Linked DNA regions of Ovis aries: all the other regions are linked to region 3. Evidence: chromatin contacts called from public Hi-C data. All regions are on one chromosome and are shown on one strand. The core of a region is the stretch at or near the end of the contact, and the rest is flanking DNA. Distances in the headings are between cores, read along the strand shown.

What was found. A called contact is a pair of places that touch in the nucleus more often than the background predicts.
Region 1: a contact with region 3 is called in a Hi-C map of liver, with 3 times the contacts expected there. The contact joins two enhancer-like sites. A contact is called at or near these places in 4 of 16 Hi-C or Micro-C datasets (liver, mixed tissues, muscle and 1 more).
Region 2: a Hi-C map of liver shows a contact between it and region 3, with 4 times the contacts expected there. The contact joins two enhancer-like sites. A contact is called at or near these places in 3 of 16 Hi-C or Micro-C datasets (hypothalamus, liver and tail adipose tissue).

The regions. Positions count from the first base shown.
Region 1 is chr20:39,607,331-39,610,625 of ARS-UI_Ramb_v3.0, forward strand. ATXN1 (ataxin 1) reads left to right here. Exons shown (of 11, transcript XM_060403504.1): 3 at 31-152. Among named protein-coding and RNA genes, the nearest start is that of ATXN1, 18 kb to the left of the region's middle. Within about 2 kb of position 1,446, at least 20 of the 54 cell types and tissues checked have an H3K27ac peak or open chromatin away from gene starts, as enhancers often do. A contact at or near this core is called in liver, where this site is marked.
Region 2 is chr20:39,995,750-39,998,843 of ARS-UI_Ramb_v3.0, forward strand. All of the region lies in intron 8 of ATXN1 (ataxin 1), which reads left to right. Among named protein-coding and RNA genes, the nearest start is that of GMPR, 87 kb to the right of the region's middle. Within about 2 kb of position 1,367, at least 11 of the 54 cell types and tissues checked have an H3K27ac peak or open chromatin away from gene starts, as enhancers often do. A contact at or near this core is called in liver, where this site is marked.
Region 3 is chr20:39,747,991-39,751,376 of ARS-UI_Ramb_v3.0, forward strand. All of the region lies in intron 5 of ATXN1 (ataxin 1), which reads left to right. Among named protein-coding and RNA genes, the nearest start is that of ATXN1, 160 kb to the left of the region's middle. Within about 2 kb of position 2,116, at least 18 of the 54 cell types and tissues checked have an H3K27ac peak or open chromatin away from gene starts, as enhancers often do. A contact at or near this core is called in liver, where this site is marked.

The DNA.
Region 1 (3,295 bases), core at 196-2,695, 140 kb before region 3:
TCCTCTTCTGCACCCCCTGGACCACTGCAGGAGGATCTGGCTGCAAATCACCGAGCTGTTCCATTCAAGCTGCAGATTTGTCTGTCGTCTTTGGACAGCAGTCTCCTCCTCCACGGCTGCTTCGGGGGAGTCCGGAGTCCGACACCCATCAGGTAAGAGTTTTGCCATGCTCTCTGGTTTCTATCTGAGGATAAAGTCTGGCCTTGGAAAATCGCCTACTAGTCGTACTTCAGCACTTTACAGACTGTTGAAGATAATTGCCTTTGCAAACTACTGTGTGGGAAATTGAGAAATCGCAGAGGTTTTTTTTTTTTTTAAACTTGGATTAAGGTATCCTCCTTTTTGATTTATTTGGTTAATGATGTAGTCTGCCTCTGCCTTGCCGATGGTTCATTATTGTGTGCTGGGGTTGAGCCTGATCATTTTAATTGTCACCTGTGCTTGGAGCTGATGGGCAAGTTTTGTTACCAAACGGTTACCTTAAGTCACTGTCTCCATGTTTTAGGTTGTGGTTGTTGTGTGACCGCAGTGCAGGGAGATAGCTTGTTGGTTCGGTAGCAACCCATGTTGGTTGGATCTTGAATTTCTCGGTGTCTGTTTGGGATTTGACAACTTCCTGCTTTCTTCATGTACAGTAAATTTTTCTGACCTGGAGAGTCATGCAGACACAGGGTGGATGCAGGGTTGATGACTCATGGTTCTCTGTTGAAAGGAAGACTGCCTGCCTAGAATCAGGAGAGCAGGGGAAGTTAGTTTGAAATTGGGGCAATAAGGGCTTGGGAACACTGGTATTCGCAACCAGAGGAGATTGTGAAATCGATCCCCTTTTTCTGTTTGCCTTGGGAGTAGTCCTGCTCCAAGCTGTGGAAATAGACTAGTTCAGAGGTTCTCGAGCCTGGCGGGACACCAGAATCTCCAGGAGAGGTTAGAAAAAAAAGAAAAAAATAGAACCGGGACTCCACCCTAGACCCACTGAATCCAAAGGAACCGGAATGGTCTCTTGGAGTCACACTGACGTTCCACTGCTGTGGCGTGGGCTGGATCTGGTGGTCTCTGGGCAGCTCTTCCCAAGTCATGTTCTGTTTCTTTCCCTGATAAGATGCACCAACCACTTTTATCCAACCTTACATACAGAAATTTGGATTTTCAGCTCATATTTAAGAGGCTAATCCTTGCTTTATCAGAATGTTCATTTTGAAACTGATTCACTAGATTTCTTTAAATAAAGAGCTTGCTCCTCACCCCTGACACCCTGCTTCTAAGGTCCAGTTTTTTAAGTTCTATATAAATTCCATGGTATTTAAAATAAGGACGCGAGGCTCTGGAACCAGCCTGTCTGAATTTAAGATGTAGAACTGCCGCTATGACCCGGGGCAGTCCTGTAACCTTCCTGGGCCACAGTCTCTTCATGTGTAAGATGGAGATCATATGAGAACTAGGGCTGCTGTGAGGTTGGAATGATGTAATATTTGTACACTGGGCAGAATAGTAACCTGGTGTATAGTTTATGATCCATGAACATAAGCTATCACTGTGAGCATGTGACTTGTCTTGACAGGGTGATTGTAACGTTCTTGTTTGGTGATGGTTGCTCCTTAACCATAAGTGACGAGGAGTAAGTAAATATCCCTGTACCTTGGTCTTTGGACCAACACTGTGGACATTTGCAGCCCTGAAAGCCAAAGGGCCTTTTATTTATTTTTCTGGATTTTATGTTAGTCTGCCTCGATTCCTGACACAGGATCCCTGTGTGTTGTTTTTCTACTGTAGGATGAACTGCTGAGTTGCAGGCGTAAGTGAAGTTATTTGTGGTCTGAGTGAAAACGCACACACACACACACCTGAATGATTGAAGTACGGTGACTCAGGAAGGGGGATCAGTAAAGTCCTACTGGGGTGCAAGGCAGGGGAGGGGGGAAGTTATCACACACGTTCTGTCCTTTTGTAAAATATGGAACTGGGTACTTTATATTTTATGGGCTGTGGGTTAGGGAGGTGTCTTTTAAAAGGAAATAGAATAATTATGTGCAGAGGGAAGCCTCATGAGGTCTATAAGTATCAACTCCATTGAAAGGGGTGCAATGTCTTATTGCTAGTTTCTCTCTTAGGGGTATTATCCATTTTAGGCAGAAAGTTCTCACACTGACATTTTTGGGGAAGTAGCTTAATTGCACATGCAGTTAATACATATGCAATTTTTTTTTAACCTGCAGTGTTTAAAGAGTCATGTGTTAAAACGAGAATGTCTCAAGAATTTTATTATGAAAAAATCAGGCAGCAAACAGTCCTGTCTCTCAGTCAGTACGTGAAGCTTATTGAGAAGAGATCTAGGTTTTTGTAGTACATAGTACAGTGCATTAAGGGTTATAGGAATGTTTGTATTGTATTACTGACAAAGTAGTACAGAGTCACCTTGAGTTTTAAGCAGCTGACATGTCCTAGGATCACATTTAAAGGAAGCTTATAAGTATCAGCTAAACATGTTGCATAAATAATGGCCTCATTACAGTCCTCACAACTGATAGCTAAACGTGAGCAGGGAAACAGTATCTTTCATGTTGTACTTTTATAGTCATTAGGTTTTTTGTTTTTTTTTTTAATAAAACCTAGATTACAGTTATTTTAGGTTCTAGCTATTTTATCAATAGGATGTTTTTGTTGTTTACCTGCTAAGTTGTGCCTGAATCCTTGTGACCCCCATAGACTGTAGCCCACCAGGCTCCTCAGTCCATGGGATTTCCCAGGCAAGAATACTGAAGTGGGTTGCCATTTCCTTCTCCGGGGGATCTTCCCAACCCAGGGATCGAACCTGCATCTCCTGCATTGGCAGGCGGATTCTTTACTGCTGGGCCACCAGGGAAGCCATATCAATGATATAGCTATAGCAAGTTACGACTTACCTCGTTCATAGGCATGGTCTATATGAAGAAATGATTCATTCATTTATTCACTGTGTACTTTTTTTTTTTTTGTACTACTGCACAGAGTGAGTAAGAGCTACCAGAAGGAGGTTATATTCTTTGTGGTCAAGTAGGGGAAAGAAGACGTGCTCTGAAATTACTAATACAGAGCAGAAGGGGGTGGGTTGTGCTTACTGGGGTAGATTCTAACACAGAGGGAGTTCAGAAGAATGGTGCTGAGTAGGATGATGAGGAAAACTTGGAGGAGGAAGCACCATTTGAGTTGAACTCTGGAGGCTGGTTAACATTTCTTTGGGAAGAGGTGGAGAGGGTGGAAGGATGACTGTTTTGGTGGCTGGGCCCTAACAGGCAAGTAGCATGGTGTGTAATCGATC
Region 2 (3,094 bases), core at 117-2,616, 250 kb after region 3:
TGAATCCATGGTAATGGGTAGGGGGGGTTACAGGGATTTTTGAATGATAGCAAAGACAGAAGTGTCTTCCTTTATTAAAGGTTGCTTTTCCTCCCAGAGATGACTGAATCATAGGTATAATTTACAATAATAGTCTTTTTAAAGTGTTTAGAGTTTTCGAAGACAGAAAGAACCAGAAGAAAAGGAGCATCTGTTACTTAGAACTGTATCAAGTTTAGGTGACCTCAAAGGAAACAGCTGAGTTATCCCTAAATATTCCTGTATGTGCTAGTCGTTTCCGACTCTTTAGCAACCCCGTGGACTATAGACCACCAAGCTCCTCTGTCCATGGGATTTCCCAGGCAAGAATACTGGAGTGGGTTGCGATTCCCTTCTCCAGGGGATCTTTCCGACCCAGGGATCGAACCCAGGTCTCCTGCGTTGCAGGCGGATTCTTTACTGTTTGAGCCACTAGGGGAATAACCCTAAACATTAGCTGCTTGTCTCCAAGGCGCCATCAGTTCTGTCTGCTCACAGAACCTAGTTTGGTTCCCCAGCACTTACTCCATTAGAAAGAGGCTGAGATGTCTACTTAGGAGCTTAGGTGTACAGGCTGAGTTTCTTACCCCTTGCTGTGCATGTGAATCATCTGGGGACTTTGTTAAAATGCAGAGACTCTGAATCAGGAGCTTTGGATAGGACCTGAGTCTCTGCATTTCTAAAGCTGCTGGGGGAGCTGGTCTGAGGACCACACTTGGAATAGCAAGGCCATATGCCACTGAGCTAAATTTTAAGATACTGATGGAGAGAGAGAGATATATATAAATGTAGATGTGAAGATGCTTAAGATGACTCTATTCAGAACAGTGATTAACAGGCAAATCATACGTAGTAAACCCTATATAAATTTGTCTTGATCCATCTATTGACCCCTGTTCACTTCCCCTTTCCTAATAATAATGTTTAAACATGATCTGCCTGTGTGGCTCTTTGGTAACTTTGCAGTTATATAATCGTGCTCAGCCCCATGTTTCTGTTGCGGCAGGTGCATCCGGAGGCACACGCCTTGTCTGGGGGACTCAGGTGAACGAACCATTGGTGTGTTTCAGCACTGAAAAGGCAATTAGGGACATGAAGCCCATTTGTCTGCAGCTAGAAAGAAGCCCTAAAAGCAGACATCCACTCTCCTTTCTTCTCTTCTTTCCTAGTCTCTCTCTCTCTCTCTCTCTCCCTTTTCCCTCCTGTACTTTCTACCTTCATAGTTTTATCTCTGTTTTTTTTTTTTTTTTTTTCATCCCGTGAACCATCATCCAATGTACCAGGGACACAGTGGCGTCCTGTGGTGCCCTCTCGTGGCTCACTGAAAATATAGCTAGACACAGTCCCTACTCTCACAATGACTTCCCCTGCTGAGAGATACGGACAGCACAGAGAGCCAATGAAGCGCAGAACAGGGACACGTGCCCCAGAATTACAGTGACCCACGTCTGTAGCTGCACTGGTAAATAGGAAACATGGTCCTTCTAAATGTAGGAGGGTGAGCCGAAATTTATATCAGTCTGGCCCCAGGGTTGCTCCAGTTAATCTTTGTATCCTTGACTTAGTGTCAGTTATTATCTGGAAAAGATGTTTATCAATGGACCACTTTTCAGAAGAGTGCATTTGAATTTGTGTGTTAAGGCCGATATGTTTTAGTGGTCCATTAGCAGAAAAACCAGCCATGGAATCTATAATGAGATCTTTAAGGCCAACAAAGCCTCCCAGTGTCTCTCAAAACAAACAAAAAAACAGTGTATATAAACCAAGGCACTGCTAAGAACCAAGTCAGCATTGTTTTTTTCAGATTCACTGAAGCTGAGTTCTGTTTTAAAAAGTACCTTCAGAGGAGTTTTCTAGTTTTGTGTATGGTGTGTTCCATTGTGCAGCAATTTCACATTTGCATTGCTAATGGACCTCTTTGCAAACGTGTTTGACATTTTGCTTGGCTTTGAAAGGACTTTTATGCTGCTATTTTTTCCTTCCCTAGAGCTGCCTTGGGCTAATTAACCTATTCCCTTACTGGCTGGGCTGCTATATGCAAATACTCTCATTCTGGATTCTGACACACTACTCTTACATGAACATCCCTAATGAAATCCTGTGGGGTTTTATTGGAGCAGTGCTACTGTGGGGCCAGCAGGGGGCGCATGGAGCAGTTCACGTTGAGTCCATCTCCTAAATCACTTTCCTTTGCTAGTCCCAATGGGAATGCCAGTTTATGTTCTCTTTCTTAGAGTAACTTGAAACCTAGAGATAAAAGATCGGTATCAACACTTTTTAAGCAGTCAAAAGCGTCAACTGTTTTCAATTTTGGTAGTTTAGTTTTATTCTGTCGTTTTGAAAACAGCACTGGCATCTCAGTAGATTTGTATATATTAGGTGTAAATTACATGCCATGAACTTCCTAAGAGAAGGCTATACCTGGGGCTTAATAAAGCCGGAGGTTGGGAGGGTAATGCTGAAAACTGCTGCCTTATTTTGTCTGTTTTAACATCAGACTATAGAAAACAGGTCTGGGTAGGAGAAATGCTAAAACCCAGGACCTGGAATTCCCAGAACCTGATTCAGCAACTTTCCAGGATCACAGCACAAGACTGCTGACAGCCTGTAGGCAGCCCTCACATCTGCCTCCTGTTAGCCTAGTTCCTGTTGGTTCCACTGATGATCTGCCTCTTGCCAGGTGGACATCTGTCTGCCTACACAGTTCTGGTAACAGAGTTCGGTGGTTCCCAAAAGACTGAGATAGGTGTCCATGAAAACTGGCTCCCTACTTGTATGGCCAGGTTGAAACACACAGGCCTGATTGGTCTAGCAGAGGCTTCATCTCCAGGGTTCATGGTGGACTGGCCCTTTCCAAGAAGAGGGTGGAGAGTATGGAGAGAGAATTCAAAGAGCACTTGGAAAGGAAGTAAGAGGCAGAGATGAAGCAAGCATGTTGCCCTCATTAAGGACACCCTCAATGCCTGATTATTGCATTTTTAAAAACCAAACCATGTTCCTATTTTGACTGTCTCATAGATTCCTTTTGGCTGTTACCGTATGAGTAGCTGTACTGGGAGCTGTTTGGAAACGTGTA
Region 3 (3,386 bases), core at 866-3,365:
GCGGGCTTGATCCCTGGGTTGGGAAGATCCCCTGGAGAAGGGAATGGCAACCCACTCCAGTATTCTTGCCTGGAAAATCCCATGAACAGAGGAGCCTGGCAGGCTACAGTTCATGGGGTTGTAAAGACATGATTTACCAACTAAGCATGCAGCACGCACTGTAGCAGGGTGGGGATCGAGAGCACCTCATATATCCCCTGCTCTAAACAAACCCTCCTGCAGCCTCTGTTAGCCCTGGCTTCTGCACCTTACCTCTGTTCATCTCAAATGAAAGGGTTAAAATGAGGGCTATCCCTAAGGTCCGGGACTCTGCAGACTCCCGGACTCTGCAGACTCCCGGACTCTGCAGTTATATACATTGCAACATCGGAAGCCTGAACACATAAAACAGAATTTAGTGTTGTCATAAAATGTAACTTACACAGGCGAGTTGATCGCCCAGGCAGCTCGTGATCCATTTCATTGGTATTGTACCGCATGGTCTTGGGGCATTAGTGGAAGCGGTTTTTCTGTAAATGACTCTAATCTGTACTACTCTTACACCATTAAAGTAATTTGGATAATTTTTCACTCCTTGATTTGCTTCCTAATGTCTATAATTAGTGTGGTTTTCTCTCTCCCGACGCAGTACGTTGTATGATACATACACGTGTGTGGATGTAGGATCACGTGTGCCCGACCTGAGTCCCACCTGGAACAGCTGGGCTTCCCCGAATCCACCTCTTCCAAAAACCCAAGAGTGAAGCATTTTTGTGATCCAACTCTTCTTTCTCTGTTGAGGGAAGTGCCTGCAGCTGTTCCCCATGGTCCGCTTGCTGTGTTCAGACCTGATCAAAGACCCTTGACTGATCTCCTGTCCACAGGGTCTTCTTCTGGGACAGGACCGGACAGGGAGCTGCCTGGTTTGTGCGTCTGGCTTCTGTGGCCCTTCCCACCAGGTCCTGATGCTTCCAGGGAAGTGCCTCCAGATGCTCAGCTGCATAATCCTGGCAGAGCCGACAGAACTGTTCGAGTCCCAGCCTGCATCCCTGATGCCACCTGAGAGCTCCCAGGGTACTGCCTGCAAGCGTCCCCTGCATTGCCTTCCATGAATCTCACCTCGGGGTGCCCTCCCCTTCCCCCGCCTCCTGCCTCAGTCTGCTTGTTTCTTTCCCTCTCTGCAGCTTCGTCTCTGCTTGTTAGCCCTACTCAGCATCCACGCCTCCCGCTTCTGGTTGAAGCCTCCCTGTTCTGTTGTGGTTTTGTCCTCTCCTGCCTCTCCAAACCTTGCAGAATGGTGATATTTGATTTGTATGATTCAGCTCAGGGATTTCCCTGGTGGTCCAGTGGTTAAGACTGTGTGTTTCCAATGCAGAGGGACATGGGGTTGATCCCTGGTTGGGGAACTAAGACTGCCCCATGTGGCATGGTCAAAAAAGAAAAAAAAGTCAAGCTCAGGCCGCCTCAAGAAGCCTGAATCTAGACCCGGGTTCGATCCCTGGGCCAGGAAGATCCCCTGGATGAAGGAAATGGCAACCCACTCCAGTATTCTTGCCTGGAGAATTCCACGGAGGGAGGAGCCTGATGGGCTCCAGTCCACAGGTCGTAAAGAGTCAGACAAGACTGAGCGACTTCACTTTCACTTTCCTCCCCCATTTACGGTGGGGTGGGGCCCTTTCTCTTTCTCCTGGGTCCTCTCTGCCCTTCTTACAACGTGCCTCTCCTTGTGGGAAATTTGTTTTAAATGAGGCCCTTGGCTGCCAGGGGCTCAAGGCTGTGTAAACTCAAATGCAGGGGCTGTTGGAGGTTTCCCCATGAAAAATCCATTACAGGCCGGCCTCAGAGATTCTGCAGATTGGGTCTGTAAGCAAATATTGCAGTAAAGCTAGTCACACGGGCTTTTGGGTTTCCCACCCAGTGCATGTTGAATTTGTGTCTACACTGCTCCAGGAGGGAGGGTGGAGACTGGGAGGCGGGGCGCAGTGAGGAACGGCATGGTATCTCTGGGTTTCTTGGACCAGGGAGTGGGGAGGAGAGGAGTGGATTGAGGAAGGGCTGAGATGCTGTCAGGCAGGCGAAGGGCCAGAGAAAAAGAGTAACAGAGAAGGACTAATCCCAAGCCTGCCTTTAGGGGGCGCCTGGCTCCATGGCCCAAGGCCACCAGCTTGGAGAAACCGGTAAGAATCAGGCTCCTAGGTCCTCAGCAATTCTGGCCCTTAGCAAATGTGGCTGGATCAGCCCTGGGCCGCATTTAGCTACACTTGGGAACCACTGTGTCCTTTCTAGGCGTGGTTTAGCCTTTGAGATAACAATGTGCCAACCACTTTATGATCATAATTATTATTATATTCTGTGATAAGAATTCCTACTTCATACACAAGTAACTGAGACTCAGTTACAGGGTTTTTGCCCACAGTCATAGTGGAGTATAAAACCCGGCCTGCGATTTCAGCGATTTTTACGGCAGGCCTGCACATGAAACAAAATAAGCTTTTAAAAATAGGGGAGTTACCTTATCTTGTCTCCCAGATCAGAAGGTTGGCTGCTAGCTGACGCTGGAATTTAAAGGCAAGTACAGCTTTTGACTCCTCTATTTAAAAATGAAAAGGTTTAAAGGAAACTTTTTAGGAGGCAAAACAATGATGAATATTCATTTTGAAACAATATGATGCCTCACTGGTGTTAATGTCTTCAGGGTAGGGGTGGAAAAGCTTGAGCAGAAACCCCCGGGGCCTAAGGGGAGGCACCTTAGGGAAGGATCCTGTGACAGGCAATTTGGGTCTGGACAGCTCTGTTTCACCTTCCTCTGAGATCAGAAAAATAGATATTGGGGCACATGCTTTGTTGCTTATGCTTAGCTCACCAAGGATAGTTTAGCGTGGGGGTAATATTCATTCCCTTGGCATGAATTTTGAAAACTTCAAGATTTACGATTTGAGAACCCTCGCTCTTGAAATGCATGAGAATTTTCTCATAGAAACAGATTCCTCTTGCCAAATAGATTCCACTTGCAAAAAATCTTCTAGTTACATTTCTCCTCTGAGTTACTGAAACAAATAGATTTTAAGTGTCTGGCTGGCTCAGGGATTGCATCCTGTTAGAAGGTCAGAACGGAAAAAAGATGGGTGTTAGCAGTGTTCCTGGAAGAATAAACTCGAAAATCCCTGAGGAGACTCTGGGTTCCACTTCTTATCCCATATCCTGCAGTCTCGTTTTTTTTTTCCCTCACTCTCAGTATAGTATCAATTCTGGCACTGAGTAATTCACTCTAGGTGTCTCATTAGAGTGAAGATGTCAATATTAAGAATTTCATTTTTATTTTAGCATTTTGATGGAGCTTTTGCCATTTTTCCCCCCTTGATTTTTTTTTTTTTTTTTTGGTGACTACCTGTAATAATTTCCAGAAC